Linked DNA regions of Mus musculus: region 2 is linked to region 1. A link is a contact called in public promoter capture Hi-C data. All regions are on one chromosome and are shown on one strand. Each heading gives the region's core, a stretch centred on a gene start, on an enhancer-like site or on the middle of the called end of the contact. The rest is flanking DNA. Distances are from core to core; before and after follow the strand shown.

The links. Promoter capture Hi-C pulls out the DNA fragments that hold promoters and counts their contacts.
Region 2: a promoter capture Hi-C map of liver shows a contact between it and region 1, with 5 times the contacts expected there. The contact joins the promoter of 4933422A05Rik here to the promoter of Ei24 in region 1. A contact is called at or near these places in 4 of 39 promoter capture datasets (cranial neural crest, hippocampal neurons, liver and 1 more), 2 of 115 datasets of contacts at active chromatin or transcription factors (both in embryonic stem cells) and 1 of 9 other capture datasets (liver).

The regions. Positions count from the first base shown.
Region 1 is chr9:36,792,681-36,798,802 of GRCm38.p6, forward strand. It overlaps Ei24 (etoposide induced 2.4 mRNA), which reads right to left and starts at 4,654. Exons shown (of 11, transcript NM_001199494.2): 1 at 4,533-4,654; 2 at 560-669. The coding sequence starts at 601.
Region 2 is chr9:35,276,704-35,282,620 of GRCm38.p6, forward strand. 4933422A05Rik (RIKEN cDNA 4933422A05 gene) reads left to right here and starts at 4,402. Exons shown (of 5, transcript NR_040715.1): 1 at 4,402-4,503; 2 at 5,834-5,894. It also overlaps the pseudogene Gm5614.

The DNA of each region.
Region 1 (6,122 bases), core at 3,404-5,903:
GGCTTGACAAATAAGCCAACTTCAGGTTCAGTGACAGATACTGCCTCAAGGCGAGAAAGCAGACAGAAACAGAGGTGATACAGGAAGACACCTAAAGTTCTGCTTTGGCCTTCCCATGAGAATAGGACTGCATCTGCATAACCACAAGCACATACCACGCAAATACACACAGAGGGACACCAGACACAGGCTCACAATTGAAATTCCAATATTTGGGAAAGAGAAACAGGACTGAAAGGAACTCAAACCAGCCAAGGCTGCGTAACAAAATAAAAAAGATGCATGATAGTATACATTCCTAGTATTTGGCACACAGAGGCAGGAAGGAGCATCACCAGGAGCTCAAAATCAGACTGAGATACATAGCAAGACTGTCTCAAAAATACCAAAAATTCCTACTTGCTGAGTGATGTAGACTAAACTAAAAATTGACATTCTATGTAAAAGACCCAACAAATATATAAAATTACAAAAGAAAGATGTCCTAGTCTGTTTCTTTAACAAAAAAGCAAAAAAGAAAAGGTTAAGGGACAAATTCCTTGAAACAAAATATACTCACCCTGCCAAGGTCCTGCAGAAAGGTTTTGACACTGTCAGCCATCTCTCCACTGCCCAGACTATCAAATACAGCGAGAGGGAAGTGCCCCCAAACCATTCATCATGGAGGGCCTAGACAGAGATGGAGGAAAAAGACTAATGTTAAAGATCCATTACTTCATGATGTTTCTACAAAATGACACAACATTCTAGTATCCCTAATACAAGAGTAATAGACTCTGACACTAATAACGTCAACTAAGAGGCTAGACCTTTAACTGCTAAAATTAAGAGTCTGTTTTCTTCAGAGATGAGATACTGGAAGTTGTTCTGGCTAGTCCCACACTTGCTGAAACTACAGGAATGTTTAGATAAGGGGCAAAATGTGCTCCTGGACAAGTGGTCTCCCCTGAGCCTTGAATTTCCAAACCACTCCTCCCAAACACTTTCACTTTTGAGAATCTGGATAGAAATACTCTCTTAAGCAATTTTTATACTGGCTACATAGTCTCCAGCACTTGAATGTGAGACTGGAAAAGATGGCTCAGTGGTTAAGAGAACTGGCTACTCTTTCAGAGGACCAGAGATCGATTCCTCGATTCCTAACACCTATCTCAGACCACTGACAACCATCTGAACTCCAGCTCCCGGGGGTTCAATAACCTTTTCTAGACCTACACAGGCAGGTGCATGCACGCACACACAGAAGCTACACACTATGATAGATTGCAATTCTAGCACTCAGAAGGCAAAGGCAGGAGAATCACCAGTTTTCTCACCAGGCAGATACATATTAAGTTCTACACTGAAAACCCTGTCTCATATAATAACAATAATTTATTTTGATTCACTTTATTCATAGTCCTCAAATACATGGGAAAATTTAAGACATAATCTAAAACTACCAAACCCAGAGCTTCACATGTAATAAGCAAATACTCTACCATTGGCCTACAGTACCAGTTCACTTTCTAATCTTAAATATACATGCACATGTCTTTTAAGGATCATGTAAGAAACAAAGAATTTTAAACTAGACAGACTAAGGCTGACGGTCTAGTTCAATGGCAGGCTGCATGCTCACTCAATATGCATTGGAGCCAGAGAAACAAGCAAAAGGTCATAAAGTTCACATTTGTAAACAGTCTTTAGAAGGGTTAGAATGGTAAGGGTTAGTTAGAAAAGCTGAGGCAAGAGAATCAGGAATTCAAGGTCATCATCCACTAAATTGGAAATTTAAAGGAAGCTACATGAGACCCTGTTGCAAAAACTAAAGAATAGTAAAGGTTTCTCTCATATTATTTCTCAGTTGATTGGAAAACCCAGCTTTATAATTAATAAATTGACAGAGCTGCAAATAACTCAGAGTCGGGGCTGGGGAGGTGAAGGTGTGTCTTCTGCAGAGCCTACAGGTGGGTTGTCCTCTGACTTCACAAGCACACTGGCCATGGCTCATTCACATGTAAATGCAAGGTCATGCAAACAGATGCAAACAGACAATAAATGTTGAAAAGAACTGATAGAGAAAAAAAAAGTACAATTCAGTGGTAGAGTGCTTGCACGGTATGTTCCATTCCCAACACCAAGAGAAATTAAACTGAGACTGAGGGCTGGTGATGAAATCCTAGCATCCCAGCTGCCTGGCAGGCTAAGATAGGCACAAGTTCAAGGTCTACACAAGCTGAATTAATTAACAACTGGATAATTTAAAAAACTCTCTCAAAAACAAAACAAAACATTGGGAATATAGTTTAGTAGAGAACCTGCCTCGCATACACAGTCTCTAGTACCAAAATGATAAGAGGGTTCATACTAGAAAATCTTGTTTTTCAAGATGGGGTTTCTCTGTGTAGCTCTGGCTGTCTTGGAACTCACTCTGTAGACCAGGCTGGCCTTGAACTAAGAGGTCTACCCAGCTTTTTAAAAAACAACAACACACAAAAAAAAAACCAACTTAATTTTATGAAGATAAGTGTTTTGCCTGCATATATCTGTGCATCAGTCATATATTACAAATGTGAGCTGCCTTGTGGATGCTTCGAATTGAACCTAGGTCCTCTGAAAAGTAGTTAGTGCTCTTAAACATTGAGCCATCTCTTCAGCCCCTATATATAAATAATCTTAAAATACTAGTCTCTCAGCTGGGTAGTGGTGGCGCACACCTTTAATCCCAGCACTTGGGAGGCAGAGGCAGGAGGATTTCTGAGTTCAAGGCCAGCCTGGTCTATAGAGTGAGTTCTAGGACAGCCAGGGCCAGAGAAACCCTGCCCCCCCCCCAAAGACTCTCAATTATTTAATTTCTTTAAAGTGAACTCTCAGGTGAATGGAAAGTCTGCTTGCAAAAATATGAGATTTTAGGATTCCAAAGTTATCATGCCCCACCAAATCAAGCTTAGAATCTTCAATTTAAGAGATAATAAAATATAATAGTCAGCTTGTATACAACTCAAACTTCAAAACATAAAGGATACTTTCCTTGACCTCTGGCCACTTCAGCACCACACTGACCCAACTGGACTGATGCCATTCAGAACTGGACAAACAGGGAGTACAGTCAGAAGGCTGCCTGCATCTGCTCCTTACGTCAAATCCTACCCAAATGTGCTCACCTAGAGAAGTTCCTAAGGTTAGGAAACATCTGTTACTACTCCCACTCCCCCCTCCTAAAAAAGCAGAAAAAGAAAACCTCAAGAGCTTCAATCATGTGTACAGAGAAAGCCAGTGCTCTAGGAGTTGTGGTAAAAAGCAGTCCATGACCAGGAAACTAGTAAATGTCCAAGACACTAAGGTATATCACAAATGTACCACCATCTTAAGCAACAACTTGCTCATCTACAAATAAAGGGTAGCATATTAAAATTCTTCACGGGATAGAGTACGACAGAATAAACAAAGCTGAAAAAATTCTGGATAAATGTAATCCTGTTAAAGAACACACCCGACTTGAGGTGAGAAAATCCATTACTCTAGTTTTCTCCAAGAGCCCAGACAGGGAGCTTCAAAATCTGTCATATCCCAGAACCACTGTGTTATTTGACTCCTTGGCAGATTAATACCCGGCTTCTTCATGTACCAACTAACAAAGTACCAGTGACCAAATAGAGCCTTTAAAGGAAAGGCCATTATTATACCGTGGGCCTAACAACTTTTCTATGGGAGAGAACATTTGGTATGAATTGCCCTGTTTAACAAATTGCTGAGACAAGCAGAAAAATAACCTTCCACGATTTGAGACCACACACTGACTGACACAAAGGGCTCTAACAACAGAGAAAACCAAGATGCATCATCTGGTTCACAATATTTTACATATAAACGGTTTGTCAACAGTGAGTGAAAGCTAATTACAACCAACTTTGGAACTTCAGTGTTCTAACCGAGACTGGACTTTTTGGCTTAAGCTTTGCAACGAGGATTTTTGTTTAACCCAAGCATCACCTTCCTTAAACCTTGAAACACTGCTGGCCAATAAATTTGACAGTCTTTAGAACCGATTAAGCACCTACTGAGACATACTCCTGCACTTTCATTCCGAAGCCACCAGATTCAAGTCCCGGAAGGGAGGAAGCCAGTGTTTCCCACTCCAGGTAGGGAAAAGGTAAACACCCTCACGCATCACCCGGCCACAGGCTGCCTCCTGGGCAACCTGGGGTACTCGGCCCCTTCTCTCCCGCAGCGTCGGGGCAATTGGGGTGAGAACCCGTCTTCCTCCCCAGCCACTGCCGCGCACAAGGTGCGGACCTCGCTCACTGAGGGTCACCGGAGCTAAAGATAGCCCCGCCGCACCTGGGGAAAGCCTGAGTCCCGCGCGCCGCCGCCAGGCCTGCCCCTGCCGCCTTTCGCGTCCCGGGCCCTTCGGGGGCCGGGGTCCTTGCCGCAGCCCCTTCCAGAACCTTAGGAACTAGCTCCGGCCTGCCAGCCCTCGATGGGCCCTGCCGCCCAGGCTGCGATTTGCAAGCGGCTCGAGCCCACTGCCCGCCGCGGCCTGCACCTACCCCGCCACCCTACCGCCGCGGCTCCAGCCAGGGCGCTCGCCCACCGAGGCTCGGTTCGCCTGCTCCGCGCCCGGCTGCCCGCTCCGCCCGGGCGCTCGGAGAGCCGGGGCTGCGCCCACACTGGGCATGCCCGGGCCGCACGGGGCAGCTGGGAAGTCGGGCGGGCAGCCTGCCGGTCGCTGGGCAGGGGCGGGGCTAGCGAGGTAGGGCGGGGCCATACCGGGGGGCGTGGTCTGGGAGCCTGGGAATTGTAGTTGGCTGGACCTCAGAGTCCAGACTCATTCTGGGTATCCAGGTCCAGGATTCTAGACCTTTGTTGCCTCCTAGTCAAACCCCTTCTCACTGTTGAGCGATCGTTAACCTCCTTAATCTATCTACACATCAGTGCTGGTCTTTCTGATATCCTTTAAGAACAAATGATGAAAACAATAAAATAGGAGACACCTTGATAATTTGGAGGCTTTCTATAAAGACTAATAAACCAGGTATGGTGATGCACACCTGAAATCCCAGCCCTTGGAAAGCTGAAGAGAAGAAATGGTCCAAATTCGAGTCCAGCCTTGGCTACCTAGTAAGTACCAGCCTTGGCAGAGCTGTGTAACAACATCTTGATTCAGAAAAAAACAAAAGCAAAAAACAAAAACTCAATAGAGTAATCAGTTATCATGCACATGCAAAAAGCCCTGGCTTCAAGTCCAAGAATTATATTACACAGGGCATGATAGTACAATCTCAGCACTTGGAATTTGGAGGCAAGAGATCAGAAGTTTGAGTGATTCAGAATATAAGGCATCAACCACTTAGGTAGCATTTAGTGCGGATTGTAATGATGGAATGGCTGTGATAAAAAACAAGTAGAGATTGCTGTTTTCAACTGGCTCATTTCTAGCCTGGCTCCATAATTTCTTGTCATGAAACTGTAGGAAAAGCCACTTTTACCCTTTTCAGGTTTCTCCTTTGAATTTAAGAAACAAAACCCAGAAAGAGTCAAGTATAAGAAAAGCATACAAGTTAGCTAGTGAGTTAGTAGTGACTGACATATAAACCCTGAGAAGGGAATGAAGAAGATTGGAGATGGGTTTTCTTTTATTTTTTGGAGGGGGATGGAGGGAGGCTGGAGACAGGGCTTCACTCTATAGCTCCGGCTGTCCTGGAACTCACTCTGTAAATCAGGGTGGCCTGCCTCTGCCTCTGCCTCCCAAGTGTTGGGATTAAAGGCATGCACCACCACCCAGTTAGTTTAGTCCAGAGGAACAGAACTTAATGAATATATATGGGGTTTATTAGAATGACTTACAGGCTGTGGTCCAACTAAACCAACAATGGTTACCTGTGAATGGAAGGTCCAAGAGTTCAGCAGTTGTGCACTTCACAAGGCTGGGTGTCGAAGCTGGTCTTCAGTACACGCTGGAATCCCAAAGTAGTAGGCTCTACTGCCAGTGGAGGAATGGACTTGCCAGTGAGAGCAAGAGCAAGCAGGAAAGCGTGAGTTCCCTTCATCCATGTTCTTTATATAGGCTGCCAACAGGAGGTGTGGCTCATATTAAAAAAGAGTCTTTCCACCTCAAAAGATCTTGGTTAGGAGTCCTC
Region 2 (5,917 bases), core at 3,152-5,651, 1.5 Mb before region 1:
TTAGTAAAGTGAACAAACAACAAATTTAAAACACTCAGGCTGGTAGTGCTCACATATATTTTAAAATGCTTTTATTTAGATAGCAATAGATTGGGAGATTTCACAGAAATATCTGGTATAAGTGCTCGCTGTGCAAATCTGAGGCCCTGAGTTCCATCCTCAGTGCCCATTTAAATGCCAGGCACAGTAACTCGCAGTGCCAAGGCTGCAGAGACAAGGATCCCTCGGGCAGTCTAAAAATTTAGAGCTTGATTGAGAAAGACCATGCCATCCTCTGGCCTTTACACACATACACCCACAGGTACATACACATAGATAGGCACATGCACTCGCGCGCGCGCGCGCGCGCGCACACACACACACACACACACACACACACACACACACTCAGGTAGCTAAGCACATATTTGGAGGTTGAATTTGGTCTTTAGATTACTAGTTTGGATCTGTTTAAATGGGTGATTTAGACATTTAGGGAGAGACTTCCTTGAAATTTGTGTTTGGCATTTCTGCTGTATGCAATGCTTGTCTTTTCTAGGGATGGCTTTGGGTAACTCATGACTGATGATATTGGTGCTGCCATTTAATAAGGCCTCCTGCCTTTGTTTCACATGAAGGAGATGGCCGTGCTGAGCACCCATGCAATGGAATGGACCTCCCTGTCGATGGATACATCTAGTTCTTATCCTGGTCTTTGTAAACCTTCTTTTACACAGATACAACTCATAGTTGGGCTGAATTGAAGAAAGTTGGAGTTCGTTGGAAAGTATGGAAAGAAGAGAGTGAAATAGTCAGGGCATGTGAGAAAAGTGACTGGATGTGTGTCCTCATCCTCCTGCTGGCTGTCTTCTTGATGGAAACATCATTCTTTAGTGATAAACTGAATGTTTAGTAGGCTGAGAGAACCCAGGAATGCTCACAGTTCTCATGAACTTTCTCAAGAAACAAAAAAGTGTGACTAGCTCCCTGATGTTCAGAGGAAGATCACTGCCTAGGTTGGCACAACCTCAGAACTTGCCGCATTGGCTATCCTGCTGAGTGTCACCATGAAGTGTCATCATGAAGGTCACACTGCTTTTGTCCGTTAGCTTTCAAATTTTCATTTTTTATTTCTTATACAGGGTCTCACGGCACTCGATTGAGAAAACGCCTCCATAAGATCCAGCTGTAAGGTATTTTCTCATCCCATTGTGGGTGAGGCCACCCCTGGGTTCTAGAAGAGAGCAGGCTGGGAAACCAAGGGGAGCAAGCCAGTAAGGTAGCATTCCTCCATGGCCTCTGCATCAACTCTGACTCCAGGATCCTGCCCTGTTTCAGTTCCTATGCTGACTTCCTTCAAACAGTGTGTGAAAGTGTAAGCTGAATAAGCCCTTTCCTCTCCAGCTTGCAGGCAGCACTGCAGCAGGCAGCTGGAGCAGGAAGCTGAGAAATCCCATCTTTAACCATAAGCATGAAGCAGAGAAAGGAACTGAACGTGGGTTGAGACTATGAACACTGAAAACCTGCTCCTGGGGTGTGCTTTCCTACAGCAAGGCTACACCATCACTCCAAACAGTGCCGTCAACTGGGAGACAAGTGTTCAGACACCCAAACCTATCCAATCCGGGACATTTCTCATTCAGAACACCACAGGACTTTAATACATGAATTTGGAGGCAGAGAGCATGATTCTCTTATACAACATTAATTTTTATTTTTTAAAAATCTAAAAGATAGTCTTTTACTCAGAGTATGTCTTAGTTTGCTTTTTTTGTTTTTATGATAAGCACCATGACCAAAAACAACAACTTGGAGATAAAGGGTTTATTTCGTTTCATAGCTTACAGTGTATCATTGAGGAAAACTAAGGCAGGAACCTGGAGGCAGAAACTGAAGCAGAGAAATCATTCTTACAGGGTTCCTCCCCATGGCTTTGCTCAGTGTGCTCGCTTGTGCAATCCAGGGCCACTTGCCCGGGGGTGACACAGCTTGCCTGCAGAGGACATTTAATCGAGAAAATGCTCCTCAGACTTGGCTTTAATGGGTTGTAAAAATCACTAAATGTGGCCAGGTAGCTGAGCAATATATTGTTAGTCAGGCACTAGTTTTGATATAGGTGTCACCTTGATGTGGGTTATAGCAATGGTTGCCTAAGTTATCTTTTAGAGAAGTGAAGGCTTTCCTGCTGACAGCAATGACCATTTAGACACATGTCAGTGGATGGCTTGGATGATTAAAGGCTTGGCATCTCTTTCTTTATAGTGAATCTGCTTGCTTTTGGGGCCAGATGTCTGCTCAGCTCAGCTCAGCATGCAGACATGCCCATCACTTAAGAAAATGTTTGTCCAGGACTGGGAGTCTGAAACTTTTCTCTTTCTATCTTGAATGGCTGGCAGGAAAGTTTTGGCTTCTAAGGCCAATGGATTGCTTCTATCCAAAATAAGAGTCGCTATGATGTTTTTAGTATTTATGGAGGCAGTACATATTTATGGCTACCTGCATAGCAACTGTCAGGATAGTCCCATTGGAGATCCCTGAAGTGGCAGCTAGAAGTTTCTCAACATAAGCTCCAGTTCTTGCCCCTTGCTTAGGGATGAAAGGGCTCAAACCATAATAAGCTAAGATGATCTTTATTGGAGACAGCCTGGCATCATCTCCTTTGGCTGGCAATCTGAATAAATCTTTCTTGCCCCTGTCTTCAGCTCATTAGACACGTTTCCTATCGGCAAAGAGGAAAAGGTTTAGCAACACTTGATCATCTAAAATCATGGTGTCTGAGTTTGGCAGCAGGCTACACACGTTGTTTGTTTGCCATTATCTGTGCTTCTCAAGATACAGGGACAAGCTTTGCACAGTGTCAGTATGGTAGCCAATGAGGGTTATCCGAGGCTCGATTGATTCAAATTGAAAGACACAGGGACAAGAATTTGACACCTAGAAAATACCACTAATTGGCTTTGATTCAGAAACCCAAATGGCCAATGGGGTGGGCCATGACCTGGTAGGTGCTTGGAGAACTCTCAGGCACTGCTACCTCCCAGGAGCCAGGCAGCAGCCCAAAGGCCAGCCTGGATGTAGGGCATACCAAGGCTGTGCCTATCTTCTAGAGAGAACTGGACTTCCCTGTTGGAGCTTCTCTTCACAGCAGTGTTTGAGGCAGGGAAAACAACGAAGTCCCTTTTCTGTGTTCTCTTATACCTTAGAAAGGGTTTAAATATTTATCAGATCCTTGCTGGGTTGGCCTGCTTAAGCAGTGGGTCTTGCTGTATAAGGTGACATCTGTAATTGTCACAGATACAGTAAGAGGATCTGTTAGCATGGTTTGAGAAACTGGAGGAACCTGTGCCATGCCTAACATGAACTTCACCGGGTTAGAATGTTGATCAACAGCAGTTACATCATGTAACTAGTGTGTGAAGATGGTGTCCCCCTCTTTTCTTCCCCCTTAAAGTCATACATGCACATAATTTAAAAATGAGAACTTGTGATGGGAAATGCCAAAAAGCTGCCCAAGTACAGCTTTGTTGTTAGCCTTCTATGAGATATGTATCTGTGCCTCTGAGAAGTACTGCAGAGTCTGGAGGGGCAGGTGGCTCACCCGAAGCCCACTCTGAGAGCAGTAACTTGCCTCTTGGGTATGTGGGATTTTTTTCAGCCTGGGAATGTTCTACCTAAGCCCACAAATCCATTTTCAGCCTTCAAACTACATGTGTCTTTACATCTGATAACTGGGTCTCCTGCTCAGGGCTTCAAGAGCTCCTTCTATGCCTTCTCATTTGATTGACATCCAGGCTTTTAGAAGGGTTCTGGGCAGACACCCTGCTGAGCTCCACTTTCACCTGCAGATCCAGGTGAGCTTGGCACCCTCCTCCTGTGTGCTGATGACAGTTGGTCTTTTTCCTTGGTTTCTCTGAGCTCTAGATCCCCATGTGTCTCTGCCATGGGCATGATGCTCTTGAAGCTCCGCTATAGCTCTCTCACATCATGTGTTATGTATGCCAGGAAACATTTGTGAACCCCCGAAAGATCACCAAGGAGCTGAATCCAATGCAGTTGCATTAGCGTCTCCTTATTCAAGCTGGAGCTTGGGCTCCCAGGCATCCCTTGCACAGTAGGAAGGTGGAGCCCTGAGCCTAGTTTTAGGCAAGCATGATAGAAGCAAGAAGGGACTATCTGACTGGGGAGCCATTATAACCTTTAACATAATTGGCTGGTACTGGGAACCAAATCATAAACTTAACTTCTGTTTTCTTCCTGTTTGGTGGTTGCTAAGAAGTGAGGTGTTTGTTAGGGGCAGGCTTTTAATCTGGAGAAACAGATTTGTTGGGGAATAACTTGGAAACTGGTACTAGGCACAGGTCTTGTGGAAGGGGGTGGGGGTGGGGTTGGAATCTGGTAACCTGGAAACTGGTGCTAGGTGCCAGTTGGTTAATAACTCACGTTCAACCTTAGGTTAGGTTTTCTAAGATGGAGTCTGAACCCAAACGATTTGGTCTCTCACATGCAGACTGGAATTGAACCTAGGTCATGTAGAAGGACAGCTAATGCTCTTAACCCTTGGGTATCTTTCCAGCACCCTATTTTTTTTTTTTTTTTTGAGGAACATCCATGTTGATTTGATTTCCACTCTGAATGCACTAATATATATTCTCACCAGCAATGATTATAGATGGTAGTGAGCCACCCTATGGTTTCTGGGAATTGAACTCAGGACCTCTGGAACAACAATCAGTACTCTTAATCACCGAGCCATCTCTTCAGCCCTGCTTTCCCCCTTTTCATCTTTTTTTTTTTTTTTTTTTTGTAGGAACCATCTTTTATTGGGGGAGGGCTCATCAATTCTTCTTGGCCGCCAACTTCCTCATGGCTGCCAGCACGTTGCTCAGCTCCTCCCGCTTTCTCTTGGCGCGGATGTGCGTGCCCACTCTCTTCTTGATGAACTTGAGTGCGCGCTTGTCCTTGGACACTTTGAGCAACTCCATGGCTCGCCGCTTGTAGGGCGCGAAGCCGCACACCTCCCGGATCATGTCCTGCACGAACTTGGTGTGTATGGTGGGGCGCCCACGTCGCCGGCTGTGTCTCGGCTTACTGACATTTTTTGTCACCTTGTGGCCCTTGTTGAGGCCCACGGCCATGGGGTAGCACAGAGCCATGGCTGCTGCTCTCCGATGGCGGCCGGGACAGGAAGCTTCATCCTTTCTTTTATTTTACAATATTTTAAATTTATTCATTTCATACATGAATGTAAGATATTTTGATCATGTTCTCCCAGCATCCCCTTCTTTTATTTACTTCTCACTCCCAACAGTTCTGTCTTTCCACTCTCATATCCTTTTTTCTTACTCTTCTCTCATATATAACATCTCAGCCATAGTTTCCCCTTCCTCTTCTCCTCCCAGTCCCTCCATCCCACCTCCCTTCTCCTTCAGATCCACCACTCCTAGAAAGCATCAGATTGTCTTCCAAGCAGCAAGGATGAGGGTCTCAAAGCCCACCCCTACACTTCCTCCAACAAGGCCATGCCTAATAGTGGCTGCCACTCCCTGGGCCAAGCATCTTCAAACCACCACACCTTGTAATATGAAGGTGTTCCTGTGTGGATGAGTTTATTTTGTCAACTCTTCTTTTTCTCAGCAACTACTAACTAACACAAACCATAGATACTTGTCCTTAAAGCTTTGAGACTGTCTACCATCAGCACTTGTAAGTCTCCCAGACCTTTTGAGCTCATTTCCATGTATGGGGTAAAGAGGGAGTCTAGCCAGGCAGCTGATCGTCCTAAAGCCACTTGTGGGGAGAATCTTATTACCTCGTGGTGTTGTTGTGACAAAATTTTCTTTCGTTTTGTTTGAAGGTTACAGTGGATTGAATTATAAACAACGTCATGGGGCAAGATTTCATTTTATGATGACAGTGTAAGTGAAGTGAATTGTCTGAT